Linked DNA regions of Capra hircus: region 2 is linked to region 1. The links are chromatin contacts, called in public Hi-C maps. All regions are on one chromosome and are shown on one strand. Each heading gives the region's core, a stretch centred on a gene start, on an enhancer-like site or on the middle of the called end of the contact. The rest is flanking DNA. Distances are from core to core; before and after follow the strand shown. Region 1 has its middle 11 kb from the start of ATP6V0A1. Region 2 holds the start of LOC108638305 (a long non-coding RNA gene).

Evidence for each region. A called contact is a pair of places that touch in the nucleus more often than the background predicts.
Region 2: a contact with region 1 is called in a Hi-C map of blood, with 3 times the contacts expected there. The contact joins two enhancer-like sites. A contact is called at or near these places in 3 of 5 Hi-C or Micro-C datasets (all in blood).

The regions. Positions count from the first base shown.
Region 1 is chr19:42,182,254-42,189,645 of ARS1.2, forward strand. No RefSeq gene overlaps it. Among named protein-coding and RNA genes, the nearest start is that of ATP6V0A1, 11 kb to the right of the region's middle. Within about 2 kb of position 3,353, at least 2 of the 5 cell types and tissues checked have an H3K27ac peak or open chromatin away from gene starts, as enhancers often do.
Region 2 is chr19:42,246,778-42,254,500 of ARS1.2, forward strand. ATP6V0A1 (V-type proton ATPase 116 kDa subunit a) reads left to right here. Exons shown (of 22, transcript XM_013972159.2): 20 at 692-809; 21 at 1,097-1,268; 22 at 6,744-7,723. The coding sequence ends at 6,837. It overlaps LOC108638305 (a long non-coding RNA gene), which reads right to left and starts at 6,736. Exons shown (of 2, transcript XR_001919752.1): 1 at 4,134-6,736; 2 at 3,746-4,037. Within about 2 kb of position 2,639, at least 4 of the 5 cell types and tissues checked have an H3K27ac peak or open chromatin away from gene starts, as enhancers often do.

The DNA.
Region 1 (7,392 bases), core at 2,103-4,602:
GGAACCCACCTGTCCAGAAGCAACTAAGCCTGTGCACCACAACCATTGAGCCCGTACCCTAGAGCCCAGGAGCCGGAACTGCTGAGCCCATGCTCTGCAGTGAGAGAAGGCACTGCCATGAGAAGCCCTTGCACTGCCACTGAGAGTTGCACCCTAACTCCCCACAACTACAGAAAAGCCTGCACAGCAGTGAGGACCCGGCACAGCCAAAATAAACAAATCATTTTTCTTTTTTTTTAAAGGAGAAAGGACTGACATTGTGTGTCTGGGGTGTGATGTAATAGGAAGTACACACCAACACTTATGAAGTATTTTTGACAAAAACCAGCAGGAAAACAGTCAAACTTGCATCTGATTGGAACTCCAGATCTAACTTCAAGTTTTCAGAAAAGATGGAGGTCAGGGAAATATATTAAAACAACACTAAGAATGCGATAAGCCAAGACCAGAGGTGGGACATTCTACAGGACAAACAACCCAGTTTCTCCAACAGACAAACTGGAGACAGAACGAGGAGCAGGGGAAGAGAAAGAGGTGATGACAAAGAGGGAAAAAACCACATTAAAGGAGACTTCAAAATCTATTTGATAGTACTGAAACAGAGAAGGTCCTTGCCCCCTCCCACCATGTCTTCTGTCTGCCTTTTGTCTATGGAAAACTTTAATCAAAGAAGTGAGAAATGTGGAAACAAAGGAGATAATAATAACAATGGAGTCATCAAGCATAGTCAAGGAGCTTTAGTTCTTTCTCAAGGGCCGCAGATAATATGCTGAGCCAGATCCTGTGAGCCGTCTTACAGATGCTGAAACGCCAGGTGGAGAGGCTAACTACATGATGACTATACCTAGGACATGAGCTGCCACAATTCTGAGAATTGGTCACAAAGAAATGGGGACAAATGGACCCTGGAACTGAAGATGAACTGGACCTAAAACCACCAAGATGATGCTGGTCAGACCACTGATGACCACTTTGAAGATGATTGTTAGAGATGACTGTGCTGTTTCTACGTGTAGCTCCCCAACCCCCACTCTGTCTATAAAAGCTCTTGCCCCACTGGTTGCTGGGGGGTGGGAGTCGGCCTTCGGACAGATGTCTGCCACCCTCCCTCCAAACCCTCACTTGCAGCATCCGAAATAAAGCAAACTTTCCTTTCCACCAACCTGGCCTGTTTATCGGCTTTTGAGCAGTAAGCAACCAGACTCACCACACACTCTCTTGCTAACAGTACTGTACTGCATATTTGAAAGTTACTGAGGGACTTCCCTGGAGGTCCCAGCGACTTCCCTAGGGGTCCAGGACTCTGCGCTTCCAATCCAGGGGGCTCAGGTTTGATCCCTGGTCAGGGAACTAAAATCCCACAGGCCACCTGGTGTGGCCAAAAAAAAAAAAAAAAAAGAAGGTTGCTGAGAGTAGATCTCAAAAGTTTCTCTCAAGAAAAAAAAAATTCTGTAACTATGTATGGTGATGAATGTTAACTCGACTGTGGAAATAATTTCACAATATATACAAATATCAAATATTATGTTGTATACCTGAAACTAATCTAATGTTGAAAACCTTTTTGAATACCAGTTCTTGACTGGTTCAAGTGCACCAAAGGGTTCTGCACACTTCTTGCATCAATGGTAGGTCAACCAGATATCTGCGTATACACATGAGAATGCATGTCATCCTCAAAACAAGCTCAGCATTTATTAAATACTTAAAAAACTTATTTTAAAAAATAAGAAAAGAAAAAGTCAACTAATTACAGTATGGGCTTCCCTTGTGACTCAGACGGTAAAGAATCTGCCTGCAATGAGGGAGACTTGGGTTCGATCTCAGGGTTGGGAAGATCCCCTGGAGAAGGGAAAAGCTACCCACTCCAGTATTCTGGCCTGGAGAATTCCATGGACTGTATAGGCCATGGGGTTGCAAAGAATCAGAGTATATGGACTTTATTTAGATACTGATTCTTTACTAGCTGAGCCATCAGGGAAACCTAAGAATATTGGAGTGGGTAGCCTATCCCTTCCCCAGAGGATCTTCCCAACCTAGGAATCGAACCGGAGTCTCCTGCACTGCAGGCAAATTTTTTACCAGCTGAGCTACAAGGGAAGCCCTCATTTGAACACATTGTAAACAAAAACAAAAATGGTTTATGAGGCAATCAGGAAATTTGAACTCTGATTAGGTATCTGCTGACCTCAAGGAATCATTACTAAATTTTAAGGTATGATAGTGTCATTGTCACTCCAGTACTCTTGCCTGGAAACTCCCATGGACGGAGAAGCCTGGTGGGCTGCAGTCCATGGGGTCGATAAGAGTCGGACACGACTGAGCGACTTCACTTTCACCTTTCACTTTCCTGCATTGGAGAAGGAAATGGCAACCCACTCCAGTGTTCTTGCCTGGAGAATCCCAGGGACGGGGGAGCCTGGTGGGCTGCCGTCTATGGGGTCGCACAGAGTAGGACACGACTGATGTGACGTAGCAGCAGCAGCAGCAGTGTCATTGTGGTTATGCTTGAAAGATAATCCTTATATTTAAGAGATACACACTGAAGTATTTACAGATGAAATGAGATCACATCTAAGACAGCATTTAAAATAATCCTGAGGGGGGCTTCCCCGGTGGCTTAGTGGTAAAGAATCCACCTGCCATTGTAGAAGCCACTGAAATGGGACACCCTCGCACTACAACTAGAGAGGAGCCCCTGTTTAAACTAGAGAAAAGCCCAAGCAGCAACAAAGACCCAACACAAAAATAAATACATAAAATTATTTTAAAAATAAGAAATAATCCTGAGGGAAGTGGGTGGGCCTATACGTGAAATGAGGTGGCCACATATTAATAATTGTTGATGCAAGCAACAGGTGCATAGACAATCTTCATGTTATTCTGTACTGTCATCTACATTTGAACTTTCTCATAATAAATACTAAGGTTGTTTTGAGGATGAAATGCATTCTCTTGTATAAAGGCACATATCTGAATGGTTGACCTACCATTGATGGCAAGACATGCACAGAACCTTTTTCCCTTTGGAGCACTTGAACCAGTTAAGAACTCGTATTCAAAAAGATTTTCTGTTAAACCCATTCTGTTGCACACGCTAGTACCCCTCTTCCTTTCAACTTCGCAGCTGGAACAAAATCTAGACCTTTAAAACAAGACACTCTCAATAAAGCACAGTAAGGGTTTAGCAGCTGTGCATTTTTAAGCAAACCATTTCATTTGTGGAATCTGGCTTGTTTCCCAGGAAACAATGTTTCCATTTCCCAATGTAACAGAACAGGAAGAGTGTGAACTCTTGTTTGTATGTAGATTCCTTGTGTGCCACTCAGATTTCCACATTTCCATTGTGGTCTGGGTGTGAGAGTCCAGCTGCATGTTGGTGGAATGACTCATTTTTCCACCAAGCTGCAGATTTCTGTGAATCCCAGGGGCCGCTGATTGGTGTGAAAGAGCAGTCAGCACAGACTTGGCTCCTGGACCCATCATATGACTTGATTTAAAGTTTTCTGCATGGGCTTAAATTGAAAGAAGCAATTCAGCTATTCAGATAATTCATGCTCCAAAACCTTTAGTGTTTACAAGTGGTTATTAAGAGCAGCTACTTGAGGGACTTCCCTAGAGGACCGGTGGTTAAGATTCTGCCCTTCCCCTGCAGGGGGCATGTGATTTCTGGCCAAGGAACTAAGATCCGACATGCTGAAGAGTGCGGTTAAAAAACACAAAAATAAATTAATATTTTAAAAACAGCAGCTACTAGATACAATAAGGAAATACAAAGGTAATAGAAGCAAAATTACATCCTTTGGGTGTTTAGTAATCTCATCAAGGAAATGAATGCACGAGAAGTATAAAGATTTCAAATGAGTCAATGATACCCAACACAAGTGTATATAAAATATATCCATCAATGTTTCTGAGTCTTAGAATATTAGAGTCAATGAAATAAACTTTACATTTTCAAGCAGGACAAGAAAAAAAATTAAACAGAAAATTCTGTCTCTGTGTTTGTTTGGGCCTCCTCCCTCCCTAAAGTGCAGTGTGTACCTGTATTATGCATTAACCAGAGCGCCTCCAACCATAAAGATGATTTGAACTTCTTAAAAGAACAGTGTTCTTTCTCAGCTCCGTAGGGAGTCATGGTGACTTGCTGTTCCACTTTGTAGGTGTTTCCCTGAACTGTGTATCCTTGGTGAACTTTATGTAAAATATCAGTACGTCATTTTGATGTATGATACTTTGTCTCAAAAATATATGTAAAGCCTTCAGCTTCTAAGAGGTAGAACATTTCTCCAAGCTTTCTGAGAATCTGCTTTCCCGGGTTATAGTCCTCAGTTTGGCTCAAATAAAATTCCCTTAACTGGGTAGTTAATTGATTTTTCATTGATAGAGTGAGCAAAATAGAAAGAGGCTATCTATCCGGAAATTTTTATAATTTACAAAGTTTTAAAACTTACAGAAAATTTCTAAGTACCAAAAAGGTTGTATATATTTTTGGAACCATTTGAGAGTAAGTTGGCAACATGATGTCTCATCAACCCCAAATACCTTGTTTCTATAAACAAGGCCATTCTGATACATAACCACAGAACAGCCATCAAAATCAGGAAATTGATATCAATACATGCCACCATCTGGTTCTCAGCTACCTATCAAATTTCATTATTTGTCCTAATAGTGTCCTTTATCACTTAGTGATCCAATCTAAGTTCACACTTTGAATTTACTTGTCACCTTTCTTTAGTCTCCATGAATCACAGAAATAGTTTCTCATTTCTCATTTGACTTTCATAACATTGTCATTTTTTAAGATTACAGGACAATTATTATGCAGAATATTGTTCAGTTTGGGCTTTCTGATGTGCTTTTTTTCCATGATTGGATTTAGGGTTTTAACTTTGGCAGGAAGAGCATGAAAGGGATGCTGTGTTCTTTTCATTGTATCCTGTCAAGTGGTACATGATTTTGATTTGCCCTTTGCTTGTGGTGTTAACCTAGATCAGTTAAGGTGAGGTCCGATTTTCCAGTATAAGTGTTAGTCACTCAGTTGTGTCCGACTCTTTGTGACCCTGTGGACTGTGGCCCACCAGGCTCCTCTGTCCCTGGAATTCTCCAGGCAAGAATACTGGAGTGGGTTGCCATTTCCTTCTCCAGATTATAAAGTTAGTCTTTTCTTCTTTGTCATCCATAAGTATTTTGTAGGGTGGTATTTTGAGACTGAGTAAATATTCCATACACCAATTTCACACACAAACCACCAGAACTCATCTAACATGAAGTAGCTTTGCTACCTCTATAACTGTAAAGAAGTTTAATTTGCAATTTAAAATCTAAAAAAAGGAAATATCCAGGTCCAGATGCTTTTAGTGGAAACTCCACTTAACATACAAAGAATTAACACTGACTCTACCCAGTCTTTTTTCAGAAAGGAGAAGAGGAGAGAATCCTTCCTAACCCATTTTATGAGACTGGTATAACCCTAACATAAAAAACCAGACAGACAGTACAAAAGGCAAGCCAATATCCCTCATAAATATACATGTAAATATTCTTAACAAAGTATAAGCAAATAGAATTCAGCAATATGTAAGAAAGAATTATATATATGAGCTGCTGCTGCTGCTGCTAAGTCGCTTCAGTCGTGTCCAACTCTGTGCAACCCCATAGAGGGCAGCCCACCAGGCTCCCCCATCCCTGGGATTCTCTAGGCAAGAATACTGGAGTGGGTTGCCATTTCCTTCTCCAATGAATGAAAGTGAAAAGTCAAAGTGAGGTCGCTCAGTCGCGTCTGACTCTTAGCAACCCCATGGACTGCAGCCTACCAGGCTCCTCCATCCATGGGATTTTTCAGGCAAGAGTACTGGAGTGGGGTGCCATTGCCTTCTCTGTATATATGAGCAAGTGTGGTTTATTCCAGGGTTGCAAGGCTGATTCAGTATTCAAAATTCAACCAGTATAATTCACCAGGTGAACAGGTAAAGAAGAAAAACCACATGACCATCTCAATTGAGGCAGAAAGTACATTTGACAACATTCAACACCTATTCATGACAGAAATTCTCAGAAAACTAAGACTAGAGTGCAATTTCCTCAACTTGATAAAGAACATCTATAAAAACAAAACACTACACAGCTAACAGCATATTTAATGATGAAAGACTGAATTATTTCCCCTGAAGATTGGAAACAAGTCAAGGATATCTGCTTTTATCACACATATTCAAGTCAAGAAAGTACTAGCCAGCATAGTAAGGCAAAAAAAAAAGGAAATAAAAGGAATACAGATTGGAAAAAAAGAAATAAAACTGTACCTTTTGCAGATGGCATAGTGGTCTATATAGAAAATGCAAGGAATGTATTTTTCAAAACCCTAGAAACAGTACATGAGTTCAGCAAGGTTACAGCATATAAAGTAAACACATAAGAATCAATTGTATTTCTACAGAGTATCAGCAAACACGTGGAAACTGAAATTTAAAATACCATTTATGGGGATTTCCCTGATGGTCCAGTGGCTAAGACTCCATGCTCCCAATGGAGGGGGGCCTGGGTTCGATCCCTGGTCAGGAAGCTAGATCCCATGTGCTGCAACTAAGAGGTCACATGCCAGCAACCAAGAGTTGAAGATCCCACGTGCTACAACTGAGACCTGGCACAACCAAATATATATAAGCTGTTTAAAATTTTTTTAAAAAATGCCATTTATGGGGGTTCCCTGGTGGTTTAATGGTTAGGATTTGGTGTTTTCATTGCTGTGGCCTGGGTTCAATCCCTGGTTGAGGACCTGAAATCCTGAAAGTGAGATGGCCCCCTCAAAAACACAAAGCATTTATAGTTGCTAAAAAAATATGAAATACATGTGAAGCCAATAAAACATATATAACAGAATTAGTTTTGTTCATTTATAATTTTTTAAATAAAAGCACCCAGTCTGTAAAAATTTTATTAACATTTCTACTTATAACTGTATATAGTATTTTCATGTTTTACATTTCTTCTGCTATCTGTGGTTAAAACCAATTCTAGTTCTCATTATATTTTTAGTCTTTCTCTCATCTTACCAGAAGTTTTCCTATTTTTATTAATAGGTTTCCTATTTTATTAATATTAAAAAAGAACTACCTTTTATGTTTGTTATCTTTTAACAAATCTTTTATCTTTTATCTTTTTTATTAATTTTGAACTCGTGTACTCTACTTGGGTTTTGTGAAGGTTTTTTGTTTTATGGAGTGCTGCTGTGCTGCATCTTCTTTGCAGTGCCCAGGCTTTCTCTGACTGTGGTGCAGGGGCTTAGTTGCCCCAAGGCACATGGGATCTTTGTTTCCCCACCAGTGATGGAACCCAAGTTCCTGGCATTGGAAGGTGGGATTCTTAACTGCTGGACCACTAGAGAAG
Region 2 (7,723 bases), core at 1,389-3,888, 64 kb after region 1:
AGCAGGCCTAACGGGAAGCTCCCCACAGCCCCTCCTGCTTATGCTGGAAATAATCTTTGATGTTGAAAGGAAAACCAGAAGAAAGGGAGCGTGAGGAAAACCTTCATCACCTGCCCGAGTAGGAATTTGTAAAACTTTGCCAAAATGTCCCTGTGTGATCTTTTCAGAAGTGTCTAAAGTAGAAGGGAGTGACCCTGCTGCCCACATGTTGGGAAGATAAGGGGCTGCGGAGGTTTAGTCTCCTCCAGGCAGTTTGCAGCCTGGTGGCCTGTCACCTGACATGCATCTCAGGGAAGAGCCCTTCCTGCCCTCCTGGCTCTTTGAGAGCAGGGTGCTTTGCTCTCAGGCTCCACAAGGTGGAAGTCAAGCCAGAACGGAGCTGCCAGACAGCTCTTACCCCAACGTGCACCCCACTCTGGAGCTGACAGCCTAGTGGGGAGAAAAAGCAGATGTGTTGAGAAGAGTCTCATTAAGATTTAGTTCATTACAGTGTAGTGTTTTGAGGGACAGGGTGGGGCCCGGCTACGGGCCCAGCCAGGCAGGATTTCCAGGGGTGGCCCCACTGAAGTGTCCCCACCAGGAATTCAGCACCAGGGGCTTTGGGCCCAGGTAACCATTCATGCCAGCACTCAGACCCCTGCACGCTCCCCTCCCCGCCTCATTTCTGCCGTCTGGTTTCCTCCCCTGACAGTTTGATTTTGGGGACACCATGGTGCACCAGGCCATCCACACCATCGAGTACTGCCTGGGCTGCATCTCCAACACCGCCTCCTACCTGCGGCTCTGGGCCCTCAGCCTCGCTCATGCACGTGAGTGTATTTCTCTCAGGTCAGAAGCCATGTCTGTTCCTCTTGCTTGGGCACTCCCTACAGTGGGGGCTTATAGAGATGACCTTAGGGCTCTGGAATTATGGACTCCCGAATCACAGGAGAGTGACATCCCGCCGGGAGGATCCATGCTTTTGCCAGGTTAGCTGTTGAGGTCGCAGGAAGCCAGGGAGCAGGGCATACTGCGGTGGAGAGATACAGAGCGAGGTGCATAGCCTGCAGCACCCCCGGCCCGACTGAACCGATGTCCTGTCTCTCCCCATCCCCAGAGTTGTCCGAGGTGCTTTGGACCATGGTGATCCACATCGGCCTGAAGGTGAAGAGCCTGGCCGGGGGCTTGGCGCTGTTCTTCATCTTCGCCGCCTTCGCCACCCTGACCGTGGCCATCCTCCTGATCATGGAGGGCCTCTCAGCCTTTCTCCATGCGCTGCGGTTACACTGGTGAGGGGCAGCGTGGGCTGGGGCGGGAACGTGTCCTTAGCTGCACAGAGGGCGGTTTTACGCTGCTCCAAATTGTGAAGACGCTGGGAAGTGTCTGCCTGCACAGGGCCGTGCCCAAGGACGTGCGTGGCGGTGAGCCCCAGGAGTGTCCTCTGATCAGCACAGCCCCTTTCCCGGCCTCCAGGGAGGGCCCCGTCGCGTGCTGTCAGGTCGCGCTCCTGTGTTCAGCCTTCTCCTTCAGCGTCCTGATTATGGCTTCAGAGATCTTCCGGAGTCTTTGTTTGTTTGGGGTGTTTTGCACTGGCGTTTAACTCTTTCCTGTCTTCGGAGCAATGAAAGCAGCTGTGGAGTAGATTCTAAGTCCAGGGAGGCTCTGGAGCACACTCTGCCCTTGTCTTGCCCCTTATCCGTCATGGCGCCAGTATCTTTAGGTAGGACCCCGGCAGCTCTGTGTGAGTAGGAGGATTCTTGTTCCAGAGCATGTTGCTTGGTACACTGAAGCCATCTCATCAGAAGGGCAGGTTTTGGATTTGTTTGTTTTCTTTCTTGAATGTTGTCTGTGGCTCTTAATGGCTGTGGATGGAAGTGGCTCAGTCCTGCGGAGTGGAGAGCTGGGGTCTGGTCTGGACTGTGACTCCACAACTTCAGAGTAAGGTTGGCAGATTTAACAAATAAAATTACAGAGCCCTCAGTTAAATTTGGATTTCGGATAAACACTGAGCCTTTTTTTTTTTTTTTTTTTTTTTTTTAGTATTTCCCAGATGTCCATGGGACATGTTTACATTGAAAACTGGCCGTACCGTACTTTATCTGGCTACCTGACCTCAAACCCTGCCTCCTTGAATCTCCATTTCTGCCTTTACGTCCTGATTCTCCCTCTCTTTTGGGGTCCATCGGCTCTGGAAGCTTTAGACCTGACGTGTGCACACACGGTTGTGCCAGTTTAGGGGCTCACATTCTCACTACCCCTCCCTTTGGGCTCCCGAGATGAGATGATTTGTAGTGTTCATGATCTCAGGGTCAGGAGAGAGGGCTGAGACTCTTTCCGTTGTTTCTCAAAACCTGAAGAAAACTAAAATCTGAACCTGAGAAACCTCTTCCCCACTCCCCTTATCTTTGTTTTTTTCTCGCCTGACTTGTTTTCAGCTGAGCCTGCTCAAAGATTCCGCTGTTTGTTGTTCTAAATTACAGAGGGAAAAGTGAGGCATGGGAGGGGGAGCCGTGGCCGGGTCTGACTCTTCCCTCAAAAGCTCCTTTAGGAGAATCGGCGTCAGGACACCGTGCTTTCTCCTCCCCCACGTCCCCTCCCCGCCCAGCTGTTGTTTACTGGGAGCCAGGAGTCTAGCCCGGCCGAGTGGCCCGACTGCTGGCGCACTACCTGCTCTCAGCTTATCAGCGCACGCTCGCCCCAGCACACTTCCTCACCACCCAGTGCTGCCAGCCTGTGGTGACTCACTTGGTCTCTGAGCGCTGGGCTCCAGGGAACAGTGACCAACCTACCTGGACTCCAGCCCTAGTGGGGAGCCCATTACTTACCCCCAGGTCAGTGGGGCGCAGTCAAGGAGCTGGGGCAGACCTGTCAGAGCAGTGAGCCAGGCCCACATGGAGCAGGGAGGGGCCGCCTGGGCCCGATGTCCAGGGTGAACTGTGGCGACTGGAGGTCATGCTTTGCTGCCAGAAGGATTCTTCTTCCTCAGACTCACCTGTGGGCTTTGAGTGAAAGTCCTCATGAACGAGCCTGAGGAAGTAACGGGTGGCAAGTGAGCAGGCTTCAGAATCGGGCGACCCGAATTTAAATTCCAGCTGTGCTGGCACTGGCTGGGGGCGCCCCTGAGGACAGCACTGGCCTCTCTGAACCTCACTTTCTCTCCTGTAAAAAGAGAGGATAATGTCCATGTGACAAGGTTGCTGCAGTTGAGTAGGAAATACTGCACAGACCAAGTGACTGTCCTGGTGCCCTGGTGCATCGAACCTGAGAGCAAATGCAGATGGGGCTGCCCTGCCCAGAGGGCTGGGGCCCCTATAGGCGCTCTGCTTCAGTCTGTTAGAAGAGAGACCCCAGGGTGAGGCACATGAGACCACTTGAATGCCTCCCAGACGTAGTTTGCAAGGAATAAGCCAATCAAATACTGTATCATACTTGCAGGGTGGTGGTGGTTTGGTAGGGGAAATTTTGGATAGGAGAGAAAAAAACAGCAGTGCAGATTCCTTTGTGCACCTTTGAGAATCTCATCCCTGGAGACCTTTGTTTTCCCCTGCCACTAGGAAGGAGTGAATGAAGCTGGTGCTCGTGCACCCCCTCCTGGCTGAGTGTGGACGTGCCCCAAGGATCTCAGTCCAGCAGGACTGCAGGCATTCTGAGTTATGACCATCCTGTGAGGGGTGGGAACAGCTGGGCCCGCTGAAAATGGCTGATGGGACATTGCTGCGATGTTTTCCTGGCTTCCAGCCTGGGCATCTTCATACCTGTCAGTTTACCTCCGGTCTTCAGCTGGGCTTTCTTGATTCTGCTGCAAGGACTGCCCCATTACCAGTTCTGGGTCTCTTCGGTGGGAACAAGAAGAAAAACATCTGACTTGATAACAAGGATAAACCTTGAGACTGAGGGTCATGTAGGGACATGAGGAGGTGAAGGACAAGTGAAAACAGCAGGTGAATTCATGGACCTACCTGCTAATTCTGTCTCCTCCTGAGTTGCCTCTGTCTGTCTTTTCCCCCACCGACTGTGTGCCGCGTGGCCTTCTTGCCCACCATAATGAAAGGTCTTTTCTTCCTCAGAAAAGGCAAAGGCAGGGGTGCGATTTGTGGTTTGAACTGTGGACACTGGATTGATGTTAATAGAAAACTTGTTGCCCAATGACCTACCTTCACAGGAACCTCATCCCTTCCTGCCTAGCAGGTTCCATGTGCACACTCACAGACGAGGGGCTAAAGGGGCAGATTTGGGAGCCACTTTGTAAGGAATACAGTGGCACCACAGCCAGACACCGCGGGTGGCTGAGGGAGTGGCTGCTCAGGAGAATGAACACCCCTGAAATGTATCCCCCTGGGCTGACCTCATGGGCCCGCATGGGGGTCATCGGCTGGCGGTGTGCTGCAGGCCCAGCACTGCTCAGATCAGGACAGGACCGTCTTTCTAAAACCGCCTCCCTCTGGCCACACCCCAGCAGGGAAGGGAAGAGGCCCAGGCTTTCTCCCTTCGTTCACTCAAGAAAACAAGATTTCTGTCACGTAGCAGGGGTGCTCTCTCCGGGGACTCCCAGTCAGTCCTTCCAGGCCACTAGGTGGCCTTTGCCAGGTGTGGGAGCTGGCAGAGTGACAGAACCCCGCCCGACTGCCCGAGGCTCTCCTCGCAGCTGCTGAGTTGGAAATGCATTTTAGTGACCTGGGGTGTGGTAAGACCCTGGAGGCGCCCCAAGCAGAGCCCCCCTACCCCCGCCCCCAAGGAGGAAGGACTTACAGGGCAGCCAGCAAGGTCCCGCCGCGCCCCGGCACAGAGAACTTCATGTCTGTACTTTGTCAGGAAGCACACAGTTCCTGGCTGCGGCCAGGGGGTGTGGGGGAGAGACCGGCAAGGAAACTGCTTTCCAGCTTTGTACTGGGAGGTTGGGGCAAGCACGACCAAGAAGTGGAGCCACACTGGCCTTGAAATACCCACAGTGCCCCCGGTGGGCACCACCCTAAGTCCTTAAGTGGCAGCTAGTGGGCGAAGGGGCATCAGGTGGTGTGTCAGAGGGACCGCCCATCCGCTCACACAGTAGAATGTGTGTGCCCCCCTCCCAGGCCTGGGTCCCCTGATACACATGAAGCAGGCAGGATGATGGCAAGAGGCCTCTGCCTCTGACCCCTTGGGCCTGTGAACACATCTGCAGCTTCTCTCTTCAGCCAGTTTGGATCAGAACTGTTTGTGTGATGAGTCAGCCAGAGGTCAGATGCATCACAGACCCCAAGGTGGCTTGCCCATGGTCTGGCTGTACATGGTTGAATGACATGAAATGTTGTTGCCTGTGCACACACAGCCTACCCAGCAAGGCGGATTCAGTCCTCAGAGCCGGGAGAAGCCGAAACCCACCCCCACCCCCACCGCATTCCTCAGGGGAGCTATCTGGAGCTGGACCTTCGTCATGGGGGTGTTGGGACATGGGGCTGAGTCCTGCAACTGAGTCAGTTTGAAGCACCCCCTCCTGGATCCCGTGCTCTCTGAGGGGGCATGGCCGAGGCACTGACCGGACTCCTCCAGGGGTCAGGAGGCTCTGGGGACCTTGGCGCAGCCCCTGGAATGTGGGATCAGCCCCTGGAATGCGGGATCCAGGGAGAAGGGCTGCCTCTTGTGCTCACACAGAAAACCCTGTTCCCCCTCTCCCCAGGGGATGGAGCTGGCGCCTCTGCAGTTGGTGACCTCAGCCAGTTCCCCAGGTCTGAGGGGCCTCTGGGGACCTCTTGCGACTACCGCAGACAGTCCCCTTCCCACCTCCTTTTCACTGATGTCCTGCTTTGTCTTGGAGGGAGAATGCCCTGGCGGAAGGCTGAATGAGAAGCAGGAAGGTGGAGAGTGTATTGGTGCCCGCTGCCCACAGCCTGCCTCAGCCCCGCGCGGCCTGCTGCTTCAGGGATCCAGGCCACCAGGGTCACACAGCATTGAGTGGAAACTATTCCTCAGGGCAGCTCTCCTTGGCTTTTTTATCCTCTGAATCATGCATTTTTCTGCCCATATTTGGTGGTGATTTGGTCGCTGGGCAGCCGTCCAGGGTGAGCTTGCAGCCAGGCCCTGCTTCCAGGCGTGGACGCCTTCCTGCCCCCTCAGAGCTCGAAGGGCCCAGGGAGACCATCAGGGATGGATGCTGAGCTGCTGGGGAAGGGAGCTAAAGCTGTTTTTCCTTTCAGTCCCCAAGAGAAGAATTCTTTCTCAGATGTTTTTGTAGTTGGAGAATATTTTTGCCATTGCTTTGAGAAGACTTCCCCTCCTAACTTCCCCCTTTCCTGGGAATTTCCTCCCCTAAATCGAAAGCCTCCACTGTTCACTCGCAACCCTTGCCTCTCCTTCCTCCCCTGAGAAGAGATACAAACAAGAGAACAGTGGTCCCTGCCAAGGTTCCTCACACGAGCTCACACCACTCCACGTGGGACACTTCCGTTGGAGGTCCACACCAGGCCCTGCCAGGAGGGGGTGCTGGGGGACTCTTCCCCATCACTGTTAGAGGCTCAGGCCAGCTGAAGGGTTTTTGCACGCAGCTTTCTGCAGAGTTTGGCATACACACATTTTCCGCTGAGCAGGACAGAGCAGGAACTGAGACCAAATCAATGCATTGGTGCGGTGCGCCCTTGCTGAGGGCAGGCCCTGGGCATCACGGGCTGGAAGCAGGCTAAAGTCGGCTTCATAGGCAGCAAGGGGCTTGAGGAACTTGGGGTCGAGGCATCTTTCTGTAGAGTCCCAAAGTTTTTGTGGAATGACACTCTCTTCTTCCCATTCTCCAGGGTGGAGTTCCAGAACAAGTTCTACAGCGGGACTGGCTTCAAGTTCCTGCCTTTCTCCTTTGAGCACATCCGGGAAGGGAAGTTTGATGACTGAGCCCCCAAGGGGCTGTGTGCCCGGCTGCCCTCTGCTCCCCGCCACAGTGGTTAGCTGTGCTCCGCTTGCCTGCTGGTTGTGATCCCTGGGTATCAGGGCACCTGTGTCATCCCCATCCCCTCCCCCCAGCCACCTGTGAGGCATTTAGCTCGATCCAGGTCCCCCAGATCCCCCAGTCCCCTGCCACCCGCAGCTTGGTGTGTGGTAGTGTAGTGGTATTTTAGAGAAGCCGCGCTCTGACGGTCACTCACACCCGCTCACCCTGGGCACCCACCCTGCCCTCCCGGCCTCTGTCTCACTCTTTCTTTGCCCCCTGGTGGTGAACCCATTTGTGAATTTACACGAGAGCCAAGAGCACTTGGAGGGGGGCCGTCCGCTGTCCACACCCGAACTTTGAGCCCCTGCTCCTGCCATTCTCTCTCCTGGCTGGGGGTGGGGTGCTCTTTAACACTCCCCACTCTTAGATTAGCAGCGAGGCATCCAAGGAGGTGGTGTTTTTGTCCTCCACTCACTCGCTTTGATCTTCAGTGCTTGCTCATCAGGAGTTCGGCTCAACCCAGCTGCGCCAGCAAGCATGGCGTCTCCCTGGCAGCCCGGAGTGTCCGTAGATACCCCACACCACCTTCCTAAGCACACCCTAAACTCGCACCTTCCCCCCCTCCCTCCCAGATTCCCCTTTTGGTACCCAGCATAACCTGCACAGCTGGGAGGGCCCAAGACAGAGGTCCTGACTGGCTTCCTTGGTTGGCTGAGTCTCAGGCCACGCTTGGACCATGCCACAAGCACACCCTCTGCACAGAGGTTCCAGACTGATGTCCTTTCCTGGTGCAGATGGGAGACCTTGCCCACCCCCAATTATGAGTCTCAGAATTGTAGTCATCAAGGT